7 separate regions of the Mus musculus genome follow, and all the other regions are linked to region 5. Evidence: chromatin contacts called from public Hi-C and promoter capture Hi-C data. All regions are on one chromosome and are shown on one strand. Each heading gives the region's core, a stretch centred on a gene start, on an enhancer-like site or on the middle of the called end of the contact. The rest is flanking DNA. Distances are from core to core; before and after follow the strand shown.

Evidence for each region. Promoter capture Hi-C pulls out the DNA fragments that hold promoters and counts their contacts. A called contact is a pair of places that touch in the nucleus more often than the background predicts.
Region 1: a contact with region 5 is called in a promoter capture Hi-C map of liver, with 4 times the contacts expected there. The contact joins the promoter of Soga1 here to the promoter of Chmp4b in region 5. A contact is called at or near these places in 3 of 39 promoter capture datasets (liver and pre-B cells).
Region 2: a contact with region 5 is called in a promoter capture Hi-C map of liver, with 6 times the contacts expected there. The contact joins the promoter of 5430405H02Rik here to the promoter of Chmp4b in region 5. A contact is called at or near these places in 3 of 39 promoter capture datasets (liver and pre-B cells).
Region 3: a promoter capture Hi-C map of liver shows a contact between it and region 5, with 4 times the contacts expected there. The contact joins the promoter of Manbal here to the promoter of Chmp4b in region 5. A contact is called at or near these places in 2 of 39 promoter capture datasets (liver and pre-B cells).
Region 4: a contact with region 5 is called in a Hi-C map of pre-B cells, with 5 times the contacts expected there. The contact joins the promoter of Rpn2 here to the promoter of Chmp4b in region 5. A contact is called at or near these places in 2 of 484 Hi-C or Micro-C datasets (B cells and pre-B cells).
Region 6: a contact with region 5 is called in a promoter capture Hi-C map of liver, with 5 times the contacts expected there. The contact joins the promoter of Samhd1 here to the promoter of Chmp4b in region 5. A contact is called at or near these places in 3 of 39 promoter capture datasets (liver and pre-B cells) and 1 of 484 Hi-C or Micro-C datasets (B cells).
Region 7: a contact with region 5 is called in a promoter capture Hi-C map of liver, with 6 times the contacts expected there. The contact joins the promoter of Rbl1 here to the promoter of Chmp4b in region 5. A contact is called at or near these places in 2 of 39 promoter capture datasets (liver and pre-B cells) and 2 of 115 datasets of contacts at active chromatin or transcription factors (bone marrow-derived dendritic cells and thymic regulatory T cells).

What each region holds. Positions count from the first base shown.
Region 1 is chr2:157,077,916-157,080,782 of GRCm38.p6, forward strand. Soga1 (suppressor of glucose, autophagy associated 1) reads right to left here and starts at 1,350. Exons shown (of 15, transcript NM_001164663.1): 1 at 314-1,350. The coding sequence starts at 994. It also overlaps a transcript of Tldc2 not described here.
Region 2 is chr2:156,861,482-156,864,202 of GRCm38.p6, forward strand. 5430405H02Rik (RIKEN cDNA 5430405H02 gene) reads right to left here and starts at 1,464. Exons shown (of 3, transcript NR_027914.1): 1 at 1,118-1,464. It overlaps Rab5if (RAB5 interacting factor), which reads left to right and starts at 1,641. Exons shown (of 4, transcript NM_026124.3): 1 at 1,641-1,936. The coding sequence starts at 1,823.
Region 3 is chr2:157,366,318-157,369,017 of GRCm38.p6, forward strand. Manbal (mannosidase, beta A, lysosomal-like) reads left to right here and starts at 1,277. Exons shown (of 3, transcript NM_026968.3): 1 at 1,277-1,323.
Region 4 is chr2:157,277,605-157,280,518 of GRCm38.p6, forward strand. It overlaps Rpn2 (ribophorin II), which reads left to right and starts at 1,494. Exons shown (of 17, transcript NM_019642.4): 1 at 1,494-1,731. The coding sequence starts at 1,719. It overlaps Mroh8 (maestro heat-like repeat family member 8), which reads right to left and starts at 1,945. Exons shown (of 25, transcript NM_001039557.4): 1 at 1,588-1,945. The coding sequence starts at 1,871.
Region 5 is chr2:154,655,480-154,658,284 of GRCm38.p6, forward strand. Chmp4b (charged multivesicular body protein 4B) reads left to right here and starts at 1,547. Exons shown (of 5, transcript NM_029362.3): 1 at 1,547-1,892. The coding sequence starts at 1,703.
Region 6 is chr2:157,133,807-157,136,506 of GRCm38.p6, forward strand. Samhd1 (SAM domain and HD domain, 1) reads right to left here and starts at 1,290. Exons shown (of 16, transcript NM_018851.4): 1 at 1,073-1,290. The coding sequence starts at 1,283.
Region 7 is chr2:157,203,079-157,205,805 of GRCm38.p6, forward strand. It overlaps Rbl1 (RB transcriptional corepressor like 1), which reads right to left and starts at 1,456. Exons shown (of 22, transcript NM_011249.2): 1 at 1,222-1,456. The coding sequence starts at 1,377.

The DNA.
Region 1 (2,867 bases), core at 100-2,599, 2.4 Mb after region 5:
CCAGAACAGAGAGCCGAGAAAGCCTGCTGATCTGGGACCGGGGTCCTGGGCAGGTTAGAGGGGGGGAAGGTCAGCCTTGGCTGACTATCCCCACTCACCCATCAGAACGTGTCCTCTAAAACAGTTTTACCGCGGGTGGGAAAGTGCACATTGGGGTCCTTTACTCGGTGTCTTATCCATAATCCTCCTCACCGGAAAAGTGGGAAGAGAAGGTGGGGCACTCTCCCTGCTTGGTCAGCGCCCTGGACTCTTGAGCCCGGATGACCAGTCCTCTCCCGCCCCTGCGCCTCCCCCATCCCCCCCAGGTCCCCACCTTGAGATAGTCGTTCTCGGAACGCAGCTCTTCCAGCTCCCGCACCAAGCCTCCGGGCCCACAGTCCAGCATCTCCTCGGTGAGGTCGGAGAAGGCTAGCGAGGCGCTGAGTGGCAAGCGGCTGCTGCCCACCGACGATGCGGCCACCGACGGCTCATCCGGGGAGGCGGGAGGCCGCGGAGGCTGCTGCCCCGACTGCGCTGGCTGGGGCGGCTGCCCGGTGCGGGTCCCCGCCGGGCCGCCCGCCGCAGACTCGGCGTCGCTGCTCAGCGCCAGCTCCAGGCCCAACTGGCGCGCCTCCTCCGACGCGCAGTCCGACACCTCGGAGCTACTGTCCGTGAGGCTGGGCGGCGGCGGCGGCGGGCGGGGCCCGGTACCGGGACGAGGGCGACCCTTGGCGCGGACCCCCGTGCGCACCCCGGCCACCCGAGGCCCCGTGCCTCGGGTACCAGGAGCCACCGCGCGCCCCTTCTTGTCGGGCCTCGCCGAGGACGCGGTGCCACAGGCTGTAGCGGAGCCCGGGCCTGTGCCGCGGCGGCCTTTGGCCAGAGACCAGCCGGCCACGTCCTTGGGCCGGGCTGGTGATGGCGCGCGGTGGCTTTTCTTCCTCTCCGCGGCGGGCGCGGGCGCAGGCGGGGGGCCGTAGCCCCGCGCCGATGACTCTCCCGCTGGCGTCTCCATCGCGGCCTCCCCGGGTCTCAGCGAGCGGCGCGCATGGCCCGGGAGTGGCCGGCTTGGGTGTCCCTGCGGCGGGTCTCGGATGCGCTCCCGCCGCTCAGGCCGCGACTGCGCTCCGGTCTCCTGCGTCCGGGGGCTGCGCTCGGGCCCTGCCCCGCGCCGCGCGGCCTCTCCGCCACTCGGTGCTCTCAGCGCGCGGCCCGATCTCCTCCAGGCGCCGCGACTCCGACTCCGGCTCCGCCCGGTGCCCGCCCCCTCCGCCTCGCCGCGCCCCCGGAGTGCGCCCGGACCCCGACTGCAGCCTGCTCGGCGATCGCCGCCTCGGACTCCCAGTCCGGCTGAGGCCAGGGCCCCGGCTCCGCCCGGCGCGGCCCGCCCCCCACGCAGCCCCGCCAGCTCCCCGCCCCGCCGCCTCGGCTCGGGGGCGCGCGGCTCGGCGAACAAAAGGCGGACGCGGCGGGAGCAGCGGGGAGGGACGCGAGCGGGGAGCGAGGGAGGGATCCGCGAGGCAACAGCGACCCCCTCGAGGGTCAGGCGGGCCCGGGCAGCCGCGGCCTCGGCTCGCTCCCGCCGCTCCGGGCCGCCGGCCGCTCCTCTGCGGGCTGGGGGATCACACCCGGCCGAGGAGCCTGGAAGCCCGGCGTCGCCGTAGGGGCCTCGTGGACGACAGGAGAGACTATTCCCTGGCAGAGGCCCCGCGGACCTCAAAGGGCCGGAGCCAGCATCCATGCACACCCAGCACCGCGCCGCGCGCCCCTTGTGGGTGCTGAGCCTGCGCGAACTCCGCCCCCTTTAACTGGGCATGACAAACGACCCCATCCTATAGAACCTTAAACTGAACACGACCTGGCACGCGGTCGGTTCTTGGTCTGAGAAGGAAGCAGGATGGATCCTACAGAGTATGCTGGACTCCTTTTGCCTCGTCTATCTGTCCGCTGCCATTGGAACCGTGGCGTTCCGCGTGCATCTTGGATCTTGCACACCCTAGTTGCCTATGAACCCGGGCATAGTCTTGTCTCCCCGACCCCAATTTCATGGTCTTTGCGATTAACTTCAGGCTGTGCCTTGAGGATGCCAGACCGTTAGGTGCTTAGGGGGCAGGTTCTAGGCCGGTTAGGGGCTGGCATGGGACTGTGACCCTGAATACCAACAGGGTCAGATTGACTCCACCACAGACTCCAAGGCCCCAGTATTGGTGGGCATGGTTTCTTTCCTCTTGAGCTATTCAGGCTATCAGAGTTAATTTCTCAGAATCCCTTACACCTTCCTCACCTCTGCCCTCTCCACACTGTGCCTAAACCATAGTAAGTTCTTTGGCCCTGGGAAGGCACTCATCAGCATGGTAGCTGCCCAGTCTCTTGCCACCCAGAAGGTAGCTCGTACACACACACACACACACACACACACACACACACACTATGCAGCCTCTTTTTCTTCCTTTAGACCCTTCTCGGTCTTTCTCTCCCCTTCTCTTTTCCCCCTTCTTTTCCATGGGTTCCTCGTCCTCCTCTTCTTCCCTCATCTTTACTTTGGCTCCTCCCCTTTCTCCTAACCTGACCTACATCATGGCCAACTAGTTCAAGGTCTACTCCTTTTTCTTTTATTGACCCACCATCCACCTCGAAGTACAAGCAGGTCTGCCTAGCACCTGGGAACCCTGAGGACCCTGGGGAGTCCTCCTACACCCAAGCCGCGGAGTCCAGTCCTAGCCTGCTCTAATGGGTCCATTACAAGTTCATTATCGTGATTGTCCCTGCTCTTAAGGGGCTCATTGAAGTGATACAGAGAGAATGTGCAGTTCTTGAAACTTGTTGCTTCCTATAGAACATGGGTTTTTGCAGTGTGAGGGCATATGCATGAGACCATCCTCAGCTGG
Region 2 (2,721 bases), core at 214-2,713, 2.2 Mb after region 5:
TGTGTGTGTGTATATATATATACACATATATATTTGTGTATACACACACACACACACACACACACACATATATATATATATATACACACACATATAAAATAAACTTTTAAAAAAGAAATCAATTCCAAGCACCTGAATGACTGCGCCCAACTATCTGTAGGAGATATGTCGCCCTCTTAGGCAGCAGGCACACAAAGTGGTGCACACACAGACACACACACACACACACACACACTGCAGGCAAAACACCCATACTATGGAATGAAATAATTATTTTTAAAAAGAAAAGAACTCGGATTTAGAGTAAAATAAACCCAACTACTAACTCAATGATTCCAGGCAAATTACTTTGCCTTTATAAACTCACTGCATAAAAGTGATGTTCCGGGCTGGAGAGATGGCTCATAGATTAAGAACACTAGCTGCTCCTCCAGAGGTTCTAAGTTCAATTCCCAGCAACCACATGGTAGCTCATAACCATCTATAATGTGATCTGGTAACCTCTCTTCTGGCCTGCAGGCAAACATGCAGCCAGAACGATGTATACATAATAAACAATTCTTGGGGGGTTTTTCTTTTCTTTTGTTTTTTAGTGATATCCCTTAGCATAGCACATCCTGTGTGGCACCATCTGGAGGATGGGACTGATTTTGCTCATTTGTCTGTTTGAGGCAGCATCTCTCACTCTGTATGCTAGACCAGCTTCGCTGTGTAACCCAGGTCAGACGGGGCACGGGATCTTGGAATGTAGCCAGGCCAGCCTAACATTCCTCCCCGGGTTTGGACTGCAGACGAGTCACAGTGTACACCACAACGTGTCTTTGTACAAGTTCGCAGGGGGTGCTGCTCCTTCTGTCCTTTCAAAACACATCCTGGGAAGTGCTAACAACACACAGTGAGGACGGGGTAGCTAGCCCGACACCTACTACTTTTCTATTCCCCCTAGTGGGGTTCTCCCCTGGTTTCAACTTGCCTCATCCTTAGGAAAGAATTTCTCTCTTGGGATCTCAGCTTCACATTCGGATCTCAGAAGAGAACGCTGAGCAAGAGGAGACGTTAGGGTTCACAGAATTGTTTTTTTTCCCGTTGAGACAGGTTGTCGTGACCGGGGACTTACCATCCTCCAGCAGGTAGACAGGCTTGCACCATCGCCAGGCGAGGGAACTTTGGTTTGGTTTTTGTTTTTGTTTTGTTTTCCATAGTCATGAACAAAGTCGTGAATAACGTGTAGGTTTAGGAGAGAACGCACAGAAGGTAACTCCAGTGGGGCAGCCCAGGGCTTCCGGGGACCAAGGACCCGGCTCGGGAGGCGGAGCAGGATGCAAGGCCACTTCTTCTTTGTGTCGCTCCGGGGGACGAGCCGCGGCTCAGCCGGCAAGGAAACGTACAATCTCGGCTTTCCTCGGAGGGGCTGTGCCTCAGTCTTCACAGCGCCTCCTCGCGCACAGATCGCCTCCGGGCCGCACTTGTCCCTTCTCGCTCACCGTCCCCTGGCGTCCGCCGGAAGCTTCTGTCACTTCCGCCCACCGGAGGGGACGCTCGCGTCGAGGCGTCGCCGAGCTTCGGAGCCGACCGCCGCGTGGCCGCCGATTGGCTGCGTGCGCACGTCATCAGGGCCCCGCCCCTCCCTCGGCGGCGCCTGCTCCGTGGAGCTTAGCGAGCCGGCCGCTGGGCAGAGCGAGCAGAGCCTCGGCGGGCCACTGTCCCTCGCTGCCCGGACTACCGCTGCCGCCCCGCGCGCCGAGTCCCGCGGTCCCAGACCCCGACTCCCTTCGGCTTGGCCCGCGCGCCCCACGCCCGGCTCGGGCGGCGCGACGGGAGGATGAGCGGCGGGCGGCGGAAGGAGGAGCCGCCTCAGCCGCAGCTGGCCAACGGGGCCCTCAAGGTGTCCGTGTGGAGCAAGGTGCTGCGGAGCGACGCGGCCTGGGACGACAAGGTGCAGAAGGCCCGGCGAGGGAGGACGGGCCCGGGTCTCCCTCGCCCCGGCCAATCGGCCGGGCGCGGCCATGGGAGCAGGGAGCGGGGTGCCAAGGGGGCCGGCGCGTAGTGGAGCGAGCGGAGCCCCTGCTATCCCCCGCCGTTTGCTCCGCAGGATCCGGAGTAGTTAGCGCTTCTGAAGACTGCGCACGTGCCGGGTGCGGAATCCCTGAAGTGCGTTTACTTTGCACATTGCGAGGGGTGGCTCTGTCCTTGCTCGCTTAGATGAGAAAGAAGACATGCCCTGTGAGCTTTAAGATTCGAGAGCCGGTTCTAAGACCACCTTAAGAGGGTGTGAGTTAGTAAGAAAGTCGCTAGACATGGGTTAGAAGAGGTTGGGGACTTAAAGATGCACTCGCTGGTCATCTCCAGAGGATCTGAGCCTGGACGCCTCCTATCATTGCTCCATTCTGTGATCTTCAAGCCTGTCACCATTCAGCCCGATTCTAGATGGTTTGAAAAGAATGCTATATTTGGACTCCTTCCGTTGTTTGGACTGTTGAAATTGGGCTTCCCTCCCTTCAGTTCCGCCATGGAGGGGGGGAGTACTTCCTGAAGGTGCCCTTGGCCTGCCCCCAGCCCTGCCCAGCTCTTGCAAAACCTGTCGTCTTTGTGAACTGCTGTGTCATATTTTTTATCTTCCCCGGTCCAAGGACTGGTGTCTGGAGTCCAGGGCAGTTCACAAACCTGAGTGCTCTTTGTTGGGTGAAACTTAGATGAGCTGGCACAGGCCTAAGCACACAC
Region 3 (2,700 bases), core at 27-2,526, 2.7 Mb after region 5:
CCCTAGTTACTCGTTTGTTGCTGTTAGGCTCCGATAGAAGAAACTTTGCAAGTTTGTTTTGGCTTGGGTTGTCGATGACCGTCTATGTCTACCATTGGGAGGACCTCACAGCAGCAGGAGTTTGGAGCAGCACGCTTGAGGATTCTGCCTCAGAAGTAGAAAAGAAAAAGGAAAAAACAAAAACAAAAAACCAAACAACCCAAAATCCATCTACACAATTGATTTTGAGGCTGGGCATGGCTCAGTGAGTGAGAGTGCTTATTGACTAAACATGAAGGTCTCAAAGACCCAAAGTAAAAAGCCAGGCATGGTCACTCATACATCTTTAACGCCAGTCCAAGGCAGAGGAGAGGAGAGGATGGATACGGGATCCCTGCGGCTTTCCCTATCTCAAGGGAATAAGGTGGACTATAATAGAGCAAGACACGTGATATACTCTGGCCTCAGCAGCCATAGGTACATGCATGTGAGTGCATATGCCACACCCGTACCCACACCAATACCCACCCGTGGCACACATAATTAAAGGATTTAGGGGTCAGGGCCACATCAGCTGACCTAGAGATAGTTTATCTGGCTGCCAAGCTGAGTTCGTTGGCTGGAGGCTTGATAACTGCCCACGTGAATCTCACTCTGCGGGACTTCCCAGGAATGATCAAGAGCGAGGAAAGAGGAAGTCACAATGTTTTTCTGTCTTAATCTCGGAACTCAAGCTCAGTATTTCCCCAAAATTCTATGGGTCACATTGGTCAGCGTGGGAGACTGTGAAGGCTTGACTATCAGGCACCAATCACATCACTGCCCATTAAACTCCATTCCTAACTGGTCTGCCGCACTTATTTCAATGCTGATTTTTGCCTTCCAAACATTTATCGCATTAAGGATTCCCTATCTATTATGTGACTTACTGACTATAAACTCCATGGAAGCAGAGATGTTCACTGGTCTCTTTTTAATTTATTATGGTGATTTGTTTTTGTCTGAATTATAGCATGGTAATGTTTGTCCTACCCCTTATATTGTAGATTTCTGGCTCAGACTTAGAACTGAGTTCTAAACTGGGGGGAGACCGGCTGTAATCAGGAGAATTGCCCCCAGTTCGAGGCCAGTCAGAGCTACACTGTTGAGACCCTGTCTCAAATCAAATAAAAAATTCATTAAAGCTTCAACCTTCGGTGTCTAATTAGGGGAGAGCAGGAGGAAGACGGCGAGGAAGCGGTGGACCTGGTAAAACCCGCTGAGCGGAATCTGCTGCTGCTCCCAGCACATCGCTTCCGGGTCACGAGGGATCACTTCCGGTGCGGCGGCGCGGCGTTCCGGGAGGTAAGTATTGAGGCTCGGATAACCCGGCCGAGGCTTCCCGGCGGGCGGGATCGGGGCGGCGTTGCGGGTTACAGCGGCTTCCGGGGTTGCGGAGGGCAGTTATCTGTAAAGGCAGTCTGCGTTCCGAGGAGACTGGGGCCCTCGCGAGGGTTGTGCAGGGCCAGGGCCCAGCCTGCCCTGCGCCGGGACCAGCCGGGGCTTGGCTTGTCGGGTGTGCCCTGGATGGCTGTGTTACCTCGGGCATCTCGATCTTCCTCTCCCGGTCACTTTCCTTCCCCGCAGAAGGCTCCCTTGGGCCTGTGCGGAGGATGCGAAGGCCGGGAGCGTATCAGTGCTTAGTTGCAGTGTGTGCTTGAGAGAAAACTGCCAGAGAAAGGGATGGGGAATGCGATAGCCTCCCCGGTGTCTGCGGTTCCAGTGACCTGACACCTGGAAATAGAAAGTGGAAGACTCCAGAAACAAACCGCGCATGGCTTTGAATTTGTGTGTTTTGAGTAGCTCAGTAGTGGAGACTCACCCAGCGTGCTTGAGTCCCATGTTCAGACCCCAGAACTGTTCTTCCCGGCCCTAAGATAGTAGCACGATGAAGTTTTACCTCTTCCTGCTTTACACGTAGGTCATCGTCTTGCTTGGCGTATCCCTCTGTATACGCTACCCCCTCATTAGTCACGTAGGACAGCTGCCTGTGTAACCCTCATATCAGCACAAGAGTAGTAATGATAGCCTTTGGGGTTTGCTGAAAAAGGTGCTATTTTAAACAGCCTTTTTTTTTTTTTTAAAGGAAGATTCTTAGGCTAAAGTTGCTAAGCTATTTGGTGAGAACAAAATTTTTGTTGTTTTTCCAAGACAGGGTTTCTCTGTGCAGCCCTGGCCATCCTGGAGGAGCTCTGTGGGTTGGAGGCTAGCCTGGTCTACAGAATAAGTTCCAAGTCAACCAAAGCTACACAGAGAAACCCTGTCTCGAAAAAAAAAAAATCAAAATTAAAAATCAGAGCTGGTGATATGGCTGAGTTGGAAGAGGGCTTACCCAGCGTGTAAAAGCCTTGGTTTTTATCCCTTGCATCCTAAGTCTGGGGGTGGGGCAGAGCATGCCTATACTGTTCTGGGCTGCATAGCAAATTTGAGGGCTCCATGGGAACTTTGCTGAAACATCAATAAGTGGTAGTTTTGTTTTTGAACCTCACATTGCCAAGGTTACAGCCATAGTGTGTAGTAAATGTTTACTTAGTTAGGATAGAGATGGCATCGAATTTGTGAGTAGAAACGGACAAAGACTGCCTTACGCTATGTGAAGGCTTCAGCCAGGCCTCCCCTGAAACAAGAGCACAAAGCCACTTCCTGGGAATAAGGGATGGTCACACAGGTTAGGGATGGATT
Region 4 (2,914 bases), core at 244-2,743, 2.6 Mb after region 5:
TCTTATTACTGAACTGGTAGAGTTCTTTAAATATATCCTAGTTCAGCACTACCCAATATAACTTTCTGGGATAATGAAAATATCTGTCCTGTAATTTCAAATTACTCAGTGCAAGATCCACCAGCTACCCTGAGCACAGCATTGGCTGATCAGAAGCATAGTATAGCTGAGGAGCTGAAGCTTAAATTTTACTTAATTGGACTAAGTTCAAAGAGAAATTACTGCAGAGAGCTAGTGACTGCTGTATGGAGGAGTGGTCCGACTCCCCGCTACATATCTGGAGTGATACTGAAGAGAAGCAGCATTGCTGTATTGCAAAATTCTACATGTTCACAATAGTTAATTAGCACACATCTAGGCTGTCATCAGAACGCAAGGGCTGAAATATTTCCTTCCTTTTAAAGTATTAAAAGTAACATTTCACAGAATAATAATAAAGAGTAAATAAGATAACATATGTAGGGTGCTCAGTACTCTTTCTGCCTATATTGTGAGCTCGGTAATCAGAGCTACACATTAGTTCTGGCTTCCATTTTTGAGTCTGTTAAATTTGCAGACCAGCGCATCCCTCAACCCTTCCTGGAGTAGACAGCAATTAACACGGAGACCCAAAACTGGTCAACACACAGAGAATAAGAGATCTTGGGACACTCAGCCCTAAATGGGATGTCTACAGCATCCCCTTTACCTCAGGGCTCATGGGCGTGGGTCTATGTGGAAGAGGAGAAGGATTGTTTAAGAGCCAGGGGTGATAAACGGCTTCCAATAAGCAGTTTTTCAGGGATTGTGTCAGTATGCACAAGACCCACAAAAGCTCAAGCCATACAAAACACAGAGAAGGGGGAGTGGGCACAAAAGACCCAACTGTAGCCAAAACTATTCATAACTGATAGCTGCTGGGAGAGGGAAAATCAGTTTTCTTCAGTGGAGTGACTGGGTATATCAACCACTCTCCAGGGCAGGACTCCATGCTTAGTTTGTTTTTTACTTTAGAAAGAGGAAAAATAGAGCATGAGTTGGGTGTGTAGGGAGTTGGGGGAGGATATGGAAGGTGTTGGGGGAAGGAAATGAATATGATCAAAATATATTGTATGAAATTTTCAAAAAAAAAAAATCAAACATTTTAAAACGCTCCTCTCCGTTACCTGTATAGCTCACAGGTTTGAAAACTGGATAAACCCTCACTCACCAGCCAATTATTAATAATCTAAGTAATGCATTAACCATAATTTCCCAAAGTGGATAAAATCAAATGTTACGATAACGCTCCCCTCCCAACCGGACCCTTTTAAAATTGGCCGGGCTGCGGGAGAGAACCGTGAGTGACAGCGCGTCCGGCCAGTCACTGTCACTGGCCAATCAGAGGTGGCCCCGTCTTAGGCCCGCCCCAAGGCCCGGCCCAATCGGGTCCCGGTGGCGGCGTGAGCAGGGCGGTTGAGAGGCGGTCGGTTCCAAGTGGGTCCCGGCGCGGGGGAGAGGACGGCTTGGCAAGCAGGACCCGTGAGTGAGGTTCGCACGCCGCGACTCAACTGCCCCACACTGCGGCTGCCGGGCACGGCCCTGCCAAGCGGGACCGCCGCGACTGACCTTTGCCGGGAGCCCATTCTGGCAAGTGGCGTGTGCCGCGGGTCCCTGGCGTCCCCTCCGGCGCGCTCTTGGAGCCACTTCCCGGAGCGGAAGTCTGCCTGCTCGGGCTCCGGTGGGACCTGCTCGGAGGAATGGCGCCGCCGGGTGAGGCGTTGCGCATGGCTCAATAGTGGGGCCCCGCGGCCGACACGCTTTGGGGAGCGGGGCGTCGCCCGCGGGAGGCTAGTGCGGACCACACGGGCGCCGGCTAGGCGCGGTTCCCCTCCCCTACGGGGCAGGGGCATGGGCACGGGCGCTTTCGGGGTCGAGCGTGTGGCGGAGGCTGCGAGCTGGTGAAGTGCTGGGGACCCGAAGGGTTGGTGGCGGGGCGTGCGACGTGGGACTACGGGTCCCCGCAAGGCCGAGCGCGAGCCCGGGCAGCGCGGAGCCCGAGCCTGGCCTCCTCCATTCATTCGAGTAGTACCAGCGGCCTACGCCTGTCACAGAGAGCCACCCCTGGCATCATGAAAGCTTTTGAGCATGTCACTAGACTTTCTTCGACTTCTAGGTTCCTTTTCCCTGACAGGGACAGGAGACTCACAGGTCTGTCTGGGAGCTGAAAGCCTAGGGTATGAAGTGATATTACGGGTGCAGACTTGTAACCGGCCACGTATTGATTGTGAGAACAGAAGCCAGGGACTCAACAGCTTAGTTTCTCATCTGGTATCTGCTTCGCAAGAGTTGTGTTAAATGATATTTCTGTGCTTGCTTTTAACAGTGCCGGGCAAAACTCAATGCTTGGTAGATTCTGAGTGGATAGGTGGGAATCTTAGTGTATTCAAGTCACTATTTTATTTGTTGGTAAAGTGGCTAAAGTCAGAACTTGCATTGAAACTTAAGTTTGAGTTTCAGTTATTTGTCTCAGGGCAAGGGAGTGGGCACCTACTTAAGAACCTTTTTTCTTTTCTTTACTTAGATAGGGTCTAGGGAGCTGGGAGTTGGTTCAGTGCAACTTGTGGATCTGAGTTCAAATCTTAGCACTGGGTATGGCTGGCTGCATTGTGCACGTAACCCCAGCATTGGAGGGCAGAGACCAGCAGATCCCAAGAGGTAACCATCTAGTCTAGCAAAAATGGTTCTAGATCAGTGAAAAGGCCCTGCCTCAAGGCAAGAAGGCATAGAACATCAGAGGAAGTCATCCTGTGTTTACTCTGGCCTCTGCATGCCTGTGCACTGGCATACACTTATGTGCATGTACCACAATACACACAGAATAGGTAGGGTCTTACTATGAAGCTGGGGCTCCAGCTCAGACTCACCATCTTGCCTCTGTTTCCCTAGTCCTGGA
Region 5 (2,805 bases), core at 297-2,796:
CAGAGGCAGGCGGATTTCTGAGTTCGAGGCCAGCCTGGTCTACAAAGTGAGCTCCAAGATGGCCAGGGCTATACAGAGAAACCCTGTCTCGAAAAAACCAAAAAACAACAACAACAAAACCAAGAGTCCCAATGTAGGTTCAAATTCTTCCCCAGAGACGGATGCCAATTGTGTGGTAAGAGTATTTAAGTTAAATTTGAGTTTTCTAATATAATCCCCCCAAACATGACTTTCTATACTCCTAGAGTGTCTTACTATTATTGTGACCAAAGCAACTCGGGGAGGAAATGGTTTACTGAGCTTATACTTCCATATCATTGATCATCATGAAAGCAGGTCAGAACTCAAACAGACAGGAGGTTTTTTCTTTTTCTTTCTTTCTTTCTTTCTTTCTTTCTTTCTTTCTTTTTTTTTTTTCAGTGCCAGAAATACAATTACATTCAGGAGGTTTTTTCAAGTCAGGGTTTCTCTGTATAGCCCTGGCTGTCCTGGAACTCAGTCTGTAGACTAGGCTGGCCTATAACTCAGAAATCTACCTGCCTCTGCCTTTGCCTCTGGGATTAAAGGCATGTGCCACCACATGGCAGCCCTCTTATCTCAGCCTTTCAAAAGATGTGAGATTATAGGCATGAATTGCCAAGTCCTGTTTAAAACACACATCTTTATTTGAGTGCCTGTAGTCAGCTGGGCCCTTTATATTCCTATCTCACTTACAAACTCTTTTAAGAGGACTTGTGACAATTTCAAATTTACAGCTTTGGAAAGCAAGAGGAAGTAAGTATCTAAATGAATATTCGAGGCTGATTTTGAAGCTTTGCTGTTGAATTACACTGCCAAGGTGGTTAGTCTATTTTAGGTTTCAGAAGGTCTCTTAGGTGAATAAAGAGAATGACAGCTCATCCAAGTAGAGAGAACTGACCGGTCTGGTAAAGTAAGCTAGTTAGACAGCCAGTTTCCTGGGCTTGATTCACTGACATATAAATTAGGAACAGCACAGATCCAACACTTCAGAGGCAGAGACAGGCCAGCCTCTGATCCTTAGGAACTTCAAGGCCAGCTTAGGCTACATGAAAGTCTGGTTCCAAAACAGACACACAAAATAGGAACAGCATTATCTGTTGTAAACTGCTTTAAGAATCAAATGTGATTATGATTGTAAAGTACTATGTTCCAGAGATCATAGAAAATGAGTGATGTTGTTATCACTATTACTTCCCGTGCTGTGAATTAGGTCCAGGGTTCTATCACGGACCAGCACAACGAACCCCTCTTTTTGTAATAGTTATTTCTTCTCTTCCTGGTCTTTCATCTCTACGGAACACATTCCAAAGAGACTACATTTTCCAGCATGCCACATTGCCCTTTGACCTCTGCGAGACTAAAAAGATGCGCCATAGTACGCCAGGAGCCGGAAAACTCAGACTCCCGGCTTGCAGCGCGCGGTCCTCCCTTAGACTCGAGGGGCTGCGGGCGCGTGGTGCTCTGGGAGCTGTAGTCAGCGGCGCGTTGCCCTGACGCCGGCCGGGCCCGGGCGTGGGGGCCTGTGGGAGGTGGCGCGGCCGGGCCCAGCTGCGGGGCGGAGGTGGAGGCGAGGCCTGCGGCTGCGGGGAGCGGCAGGCCGGGAGTGGGCGCGGGAGCCGAGCCGAGCCGAGCCGAGCCGAGCCGGAGTGGGCGCCGGAGGCCGGCGCGGCGAGCAGCAACCATGTCGGTGTTCGGGAAGCTGTTCGGGGCTGGAGGGGGTAAGGCGGGCAAGGGCGGCCCGACCCCCCAGGAGGCCATCCAGCGGCTTCGGGACACGGAGGAGATGTTAAGCAAGAAGCAGGAGTTCCTGGAGAAGAAAATCGAACAGGAGCTGACGGCTGCCAAGAAGCACGGCACCAAAAATAAACGCGGTGAGACGGCTGGGGCCCCATCAGACTCTCCACTGGCTCTCCTAAGGCTCCCCAGGCCCGGACTCCACTTTGTCTAACTCGTTTCGGGGTCTCTCTCGACTCTGGAACTCTCCGGCCAGACTTCTTTCGTTGTCCAGCCGAGCCGGGGATCCCTTTCCATCTGACTCCTTCTGGGTCTCCTTGAGCCGGTTCACTTGCATCATCAGACTCCCTTCAAACTCTCCCTACCCTGGCAGGCCTCTTCTGACCCAGATCTCACAGCACTTTAACTTTGCTCAGTCTGTTCCACTCTGTTCCATTGTATTCTTTTCTCTTTGGCCTCACCCATCTTCCCAGCCACTGCCTCTACCCCCACCTTGGTTCATTTCTTTGCCCCACCCTATCATTTATGTGTTTCTTGGTCCACCTCTGTCCTCTCCTGAGCCCTTGGTGACGTCTGAGCTGCCTTCTGCCCCTGACTTAGGAGTCTTCTTGAGAAGCTTCCTTTATGGAGAAAAAAGAGAACTGGGGAGTGAAGAGACCCTCTGGGACCCGCTCTGTCTGTTCACTTGTTGAGTGTACTTGTTAAGTTTTGAGTTCCACATCCACCGGCTAGGAGCTGGCCACTGGAAGACCTAAGATGTCGATAACCCTGTGATTCTCAGAGCTTCCGTGTTGTAAGCCTTACCCTCTTGTGACTCACCACTTCCCCGTTCCTCCTGAACCAGAAATGACGAGGACTCTGCCTCTGTTGACCCAGTCCTGTTGTTGATTGGAACTTGAAAGCTTCTTTGCTTCCTGTCTAGGAATCGAAACTGTCTAGGAAGTACCTTGTAGTTTTCTTCAGTGAGATGGATGTGAAAATGTGTGAATGACTGTAAAGAAAGTCAAAATGCTCATGTGTGTTTTTGTTACAACAATGTGAGCATGAATC
Region 6 (2,700 bases), core at 40-2,539, 2.5 Mb after region 5:
CCACCCCCACCCCCAAAGTTACTCTTCTGTAGAGGGAGAGAAAAAGAGAAACGTGAGTTCCTATTTTTAAGCTTTCTTTCTTTTTTTTTTTTCCCCCAGAGCTGAGGACCGCACCCAGGGCCTTGCGCTTGCTAAGCACTCTACCACTGAGCTAAATCCGCAACCCCTTTTAAAGCTTTCTTAAAGTCAGTCCTTCAGTTAGGCACAAGGGGCTCCACCCCACAAGAAGTAAAGTTCACTGAATTTGAAAATCATAACCACGGAGGGGCCACTTTCCAAGCGAACACCTCCGGGGATCGATCATGCAAGGGGTTAAGCTTCACAGCCACCAACCAAGAAAAAAAAAAAAAAAAAAAAAAAAAAAAGTTGAGCAGATTCAAAGTGTTGACGGGAGCAAGACCAAGAACCAGAAGCATCCCTTAAAATTCTTAAAATTCTTGAGTGGCCAAGTTGTGGAATGTTGGGGTTTCAGTGAATAACTTGCTCTTATGTTGGAAGAGAAATTCCCTTAGTAGCACTCTGCAAATACAATGAGCACATACTGAACCCTACTAGGCTATTATGATAGTCAGTGAGAATCCAGAGATTAAGCACCTTCCCTCCCCTTTAAGGAAAACCCCAAATTCCGGGACCAGCTTCAGAGTTAAACTTAAAAGCGCTCAAAATCTCTCATGGGGCCAAGTGTTCCGGGAGCTGCGGTTAGCACAAAAGGGTCTCCCAAGCCAGGTGAGCCTGAAAGACCGCAAGCCACAGCCGGAGGTCTGGGGTAAAATCTTCTAAGAAGGGCGGGGATCGCTCCTGGCAGAAGTGACAAGTTCCCGAAAAGACCCTTCTACCAAACCTCCCTGGGCCTCTACTAGGTTCGCCGCCCAGAGTGAACCGATGGGCTTGCACTTCACCTGTGCCCACCTCGGGTAGCCCGTGTGTTCGCATCCCGACAGGGCGCCTCCTTCTCCAGCGGCGGGTTCCCGCCAGCCGCTTCCCCCAGAGACCTCCCCCTTAGGATGCCTCCCATGTGGACTCTCCCTGCTCGGCCCCACGGTGGCCATCCTTCGTCCCTCAGGCCCGCTACCTCTGAAGATGTCCAGCACTTTCTTCTCTCGGAAACCACGATTCTCTAAGAAGGAGCACACGTCCTCCGGTTCCCAGGTTCGGAGGTCGGTGTTTTGGAAGTCGTCGTCTGCAGACAGATTAGCTGTTGCAGGAGGAGTGCTCGGTGGCGTCCTTGGGCTGCCATCGCAGCGGGGTCGCTTAGCTGGCTGCTCCAAGGGTGCGCTCTGCATGGCTACCTCCGACACCCGGGGCTGCGAAGTTAAGTACCGCGGCACCGGCTCGCGCGCAGCCGCACTGACACCACACCCCAAAAGTGAGTCCATTCAGTTTTGCCAGCCTCCAGGCCTACTGCGCAGGCGCCCCGGACATCAGCCCTGGGAGCGTGGCCTCCCCGGGGCGCTCGCGCCCGGCCCATTGCGCAAGCGCAATGCCTACGCGATCGCCCTCAACTCCGCCCTTGTGTTTCTCCGAAAGGGTGGTGTTATTAGAAAAGCAAAACTGAGTTGTGGTTAAGAGTGGAGACTTTAGTGAGGACAAGGCCAAAGAGGGCATCTGGGGCTAAGGAAGGTTCACCACGCTCCAGATTAAAAAGGTCTTCTGGTGAACTGCAGGTATCTTCCTGAAACAAATACGTTTTGCCAGGTTTCAAACACCCCAAGCTGTAAACTTGTTAAAATAAAATTAAAAACAAAAAACAAAAAAACCCTATAAGGCAACAAAGCTGCCACTCCTATCCCAGAGCAGAAAACAAGGGACTGGCCCAACTGGAAAACCCTGAAGTGATTGCCAGCTGGTTGTCGGACTGTCCTGTTAGATTCCACATTCACAGTTAGTTGGCAGCAGACCGCCCTATTATTTCCAAATAGACAGTATTTTTACTAATTACTAGTCAGTGTCCAAATAGCAGGCTTTCTTTTTTTTTTTTTTTTTTTTTTTTTTTTTTGGCGTTAAGCCATTTTGGGACAGACCCCAAACTTCCCCATAAATCTTTATCCACCCATTACTAGTACAACGACCACTAATTTACGACACCTCTTCAGAAACCAAGACACATACACATCTAGGTATTTTAACGTCAGGCAGTACAAATGAGATGTTTAGTGGTGAGCCCGACAGCTGTAAGTGATGCTTAGGCATAAAATACAAGCTTGAGAGCCGGGTGTGGTGGCGCACGCCTTTAATCCCAGCATTTGGGAGGCAGAGGCAGGCTGATTTCTGAGTTTGAGGCTAGCCTGGTCTACAAAGTGAGTTCCAGGACAGCCAGGGCTACACAGTGAATCCCTGTCTCGAAAAAACAAAACCAAAAACAAAACAAGCTCGAGGCCCGATGTTCATTACCCAGCAACAAACAAACAACAGACAAACTAGAAATCGGATGAACCAAAATATTCTTAGCAAACAGTGCTGATGTGATCAGGGCCCTGTTCTAAAGGCTTTACAAACATTCATTTAACGAATTTCAGATGTAGGAAAGTGAAGTATAAAAGCTGGGAGAGAGGGCTGGAGAGATGGCTCAGTGGTTAAGAGCACTGACAGTCCTTCCAAAGGTCATGAGTTCAATTCCCAGCAACCATATGGTGGCTCACAATCATCTGTAATTGGATCCTATGCCCTCTTGTGTTGTGTCAAGGACAGTATGGTCATATA
Region 7 (2,727 bases), core at 206-2,705, 2.5 Mb after region 5:
AAATGTAATTTTCCCCAAAGACTCTTGATCTGCTGAATGCATGGACATGAATTCCACACACATGCCAATACAAGTCTACTTCTACACTAAGCTTATGACCAATCTGGGTTTCTATATTAGAGTGACTCTAATTCTCTAAAAAAAAAAAAAAGGATGTTGAGCTGTAACACCACCAAGAAAACAGGTATAGTAGTCACTGTCCTGCTGTAAAGACAAATTTTATATATGTGTGTGTGTGTGTGTGTGTGTGTGTGTGTGTGTAGTCTCAGGTACTTTTCTCTCATAGGAGTATAGACATGTGTACAACAGTTGCTCCCTATTTCCTACTCCCTGACCAGCAATTATTTCGCTGGCAGTCTGAGTCAGAGGAATCCTATATGTGAATCCTGCCCATGTGTATAATGAAAGCTTTTGTACATCTCAGTTAGATGCTGAAATAGTCTGTCTCGATACCCCCTGGGTATATATATATATATGTATACACACACACACACACACATATATATCATTAACATATGTGTGTGTGTTACTGGGAATACCTAATAATGATAACAAGCACCATTTATTTTATTCAGAGCCAGATACCACATCAATCGTTAGAGCAACGGCCTGGCAGAGAGGAACGTGGGGCTGAGAAGAGCTTTGTGTGTGCTGACTTTGATCTATCTAACTACAGTGCATGGTATAAACGAACTAACTGCTACACTCGATTAGGTGGAAGAATGGAGGAGTTAAAGGGCTCAAACTGCTGTACCAGGTTGCATGGCAAACTGCGTCACCTTGGGCGCTAAATTAACTTCTTACCGACCCCACTTTCTCCCTCTGTGGAATGGGGATCCAGTGGTGTTTCAAACGAGTTGGGGAAGACATAATCAAAGGGCTGAGCAGCGATGAGTAATTCATTTTACCGCGGGATCAGGTCTGATCGATTTAACGGCAGCACCGCGCCGTTTGGGGCACTGGGCGGCGCGCAGAAATCAAGTTTGAAAGTTGGGAGCCTAGGGAACCCCCGCAGAACCGGCGGCTCACTTTCCGATCTTCGGTTTCCCGCCTCAATCCAAATGGGTGGGTTGGCCGAGCTACACCCACCCTTCCCTCCCCGCACTCCTCGGAGACCCTCGTAGGTGGGGAACTCCCACCGCCCGATAGGCTTGGGGCGGGGGCGGGCCGGGGGTGGGGCCTGGCGAGGGTCGGGGCCGCCGCCCACCTGCCGCCGCTCACCTCTAGGCTGTAGTTGCCGCGGATGGCCGTGAAGTCATCCAGGGCTTCGGCCGCGCTTCCCTCGTCCAGGTTCAGTTCCTGGCACAGGGCCTGCAGCGCCTCCCTGGCCGCGGCGACCGCCGCCGCCCCCTCGGCGTGGGGCTCGTCCTCGAACATATCCCCCTCCGGCCCGACGGGCGGCGCGACCGGCTTCGGGGTTTTCTTTTCCCTCCCGGCGAGCTACCCACAACCCCCCGCGACAAAGCGCGCGAAAATCGCCTTCTTGAGCTCGCCTTCCCTTCATCGTCTGCCTCCGCTTTTCTTCTCAAAAAGTCCCTTTCTCCTCTGGAGCCCGCAGCAGCCCGTCTCCCGGAATGGGATAAGAAGATGGACCTCGGACTCTAACGGAGATCTAGCTCGGGCCCTGGGTGGGCAGCTGCGGGGCTCCGGGCCGCGGGGACGGACGTGAGAGAGCGGGGCGGAAGGATCCGAGCCGGTGCTGAGGCTGCCGGGACTGTAGCTCGCGCCCCGCGCTCTCCACCGCGGGTTCCCTGGTGTGGGTGACTTGGGACTGCGAGTCCGTTCACGCTAGTGGGAAGCCTTCTCCATGACACTGTCCTGTGGACCCTAGGTTTGTCAGCTCCCCGGCGCGCCTCCAGCCCGCTCTCACTGAGCTTTGACCCTCGATGGAGGTGGAGGCGGGAGCTGCCGAAAGTGGCTTCTTCACGTAGAAGCGCCACGTCAGAGACTCCCAAATCTCGCCAGAAAGGGATGCAGGGACAAGGGTTTGGGGTGACGGGTCTCAGCCTCACTCCCAGGATTCTGGAAACTGTCCCAGTAAATAGTCGTTTCAGGAATAGAGATGGTCCTCGCGCTTACCTGAAAGGTGTTTTTAAAACCTAAACTAGAACCTGATCGTTTTCACTCAGAATCCTGCACGAGATCATTTTTTGTCTTTAAAATACAGAAAAATAATAGCATTCAGATGCACCAGGTAACTCGTAACCTTGGGAATATCAAGCTAGTTCTCAGTCGCAGGAGGCTTTTCTCCGTGTGTGAAAATGCTATTGTGCATATCTTTGCATACCTTGCTCTTCATCATTTAAGTCTAATTTTAACCTTCTCAGGCCATTACTGAGCAGTACATCTATAAGCTGACACCTAACTTCTATTTCATCGTCTCCATTGTACCTTATCTGAAATTGTCATACTTATTGATCAGCTCTTCCAAGAGAGTTGGATGGTAGGATAGAATCGTTTGCCTTCACTGTATTCCCTGATTTGGATTATTTCTCTTCTACACTAAGGACTTGGGGCAGTGTGTTTGAAAATTACAGAGTAGTCCTTGTTTGGATGAAGGAGTCACTAGAGAAGAAAACAGGGACGTCAAGGCAAGTTATGAAGGAGTTCCTATGCCCCACTAAAGCCTCATGGTATACTCAAAGCAGAGATTTTAACATGTTAATGATGATTAATTTGTTTTGGACAAAATCCACTGCTGCGGGTATGGCCTCGTGGAGACTACCA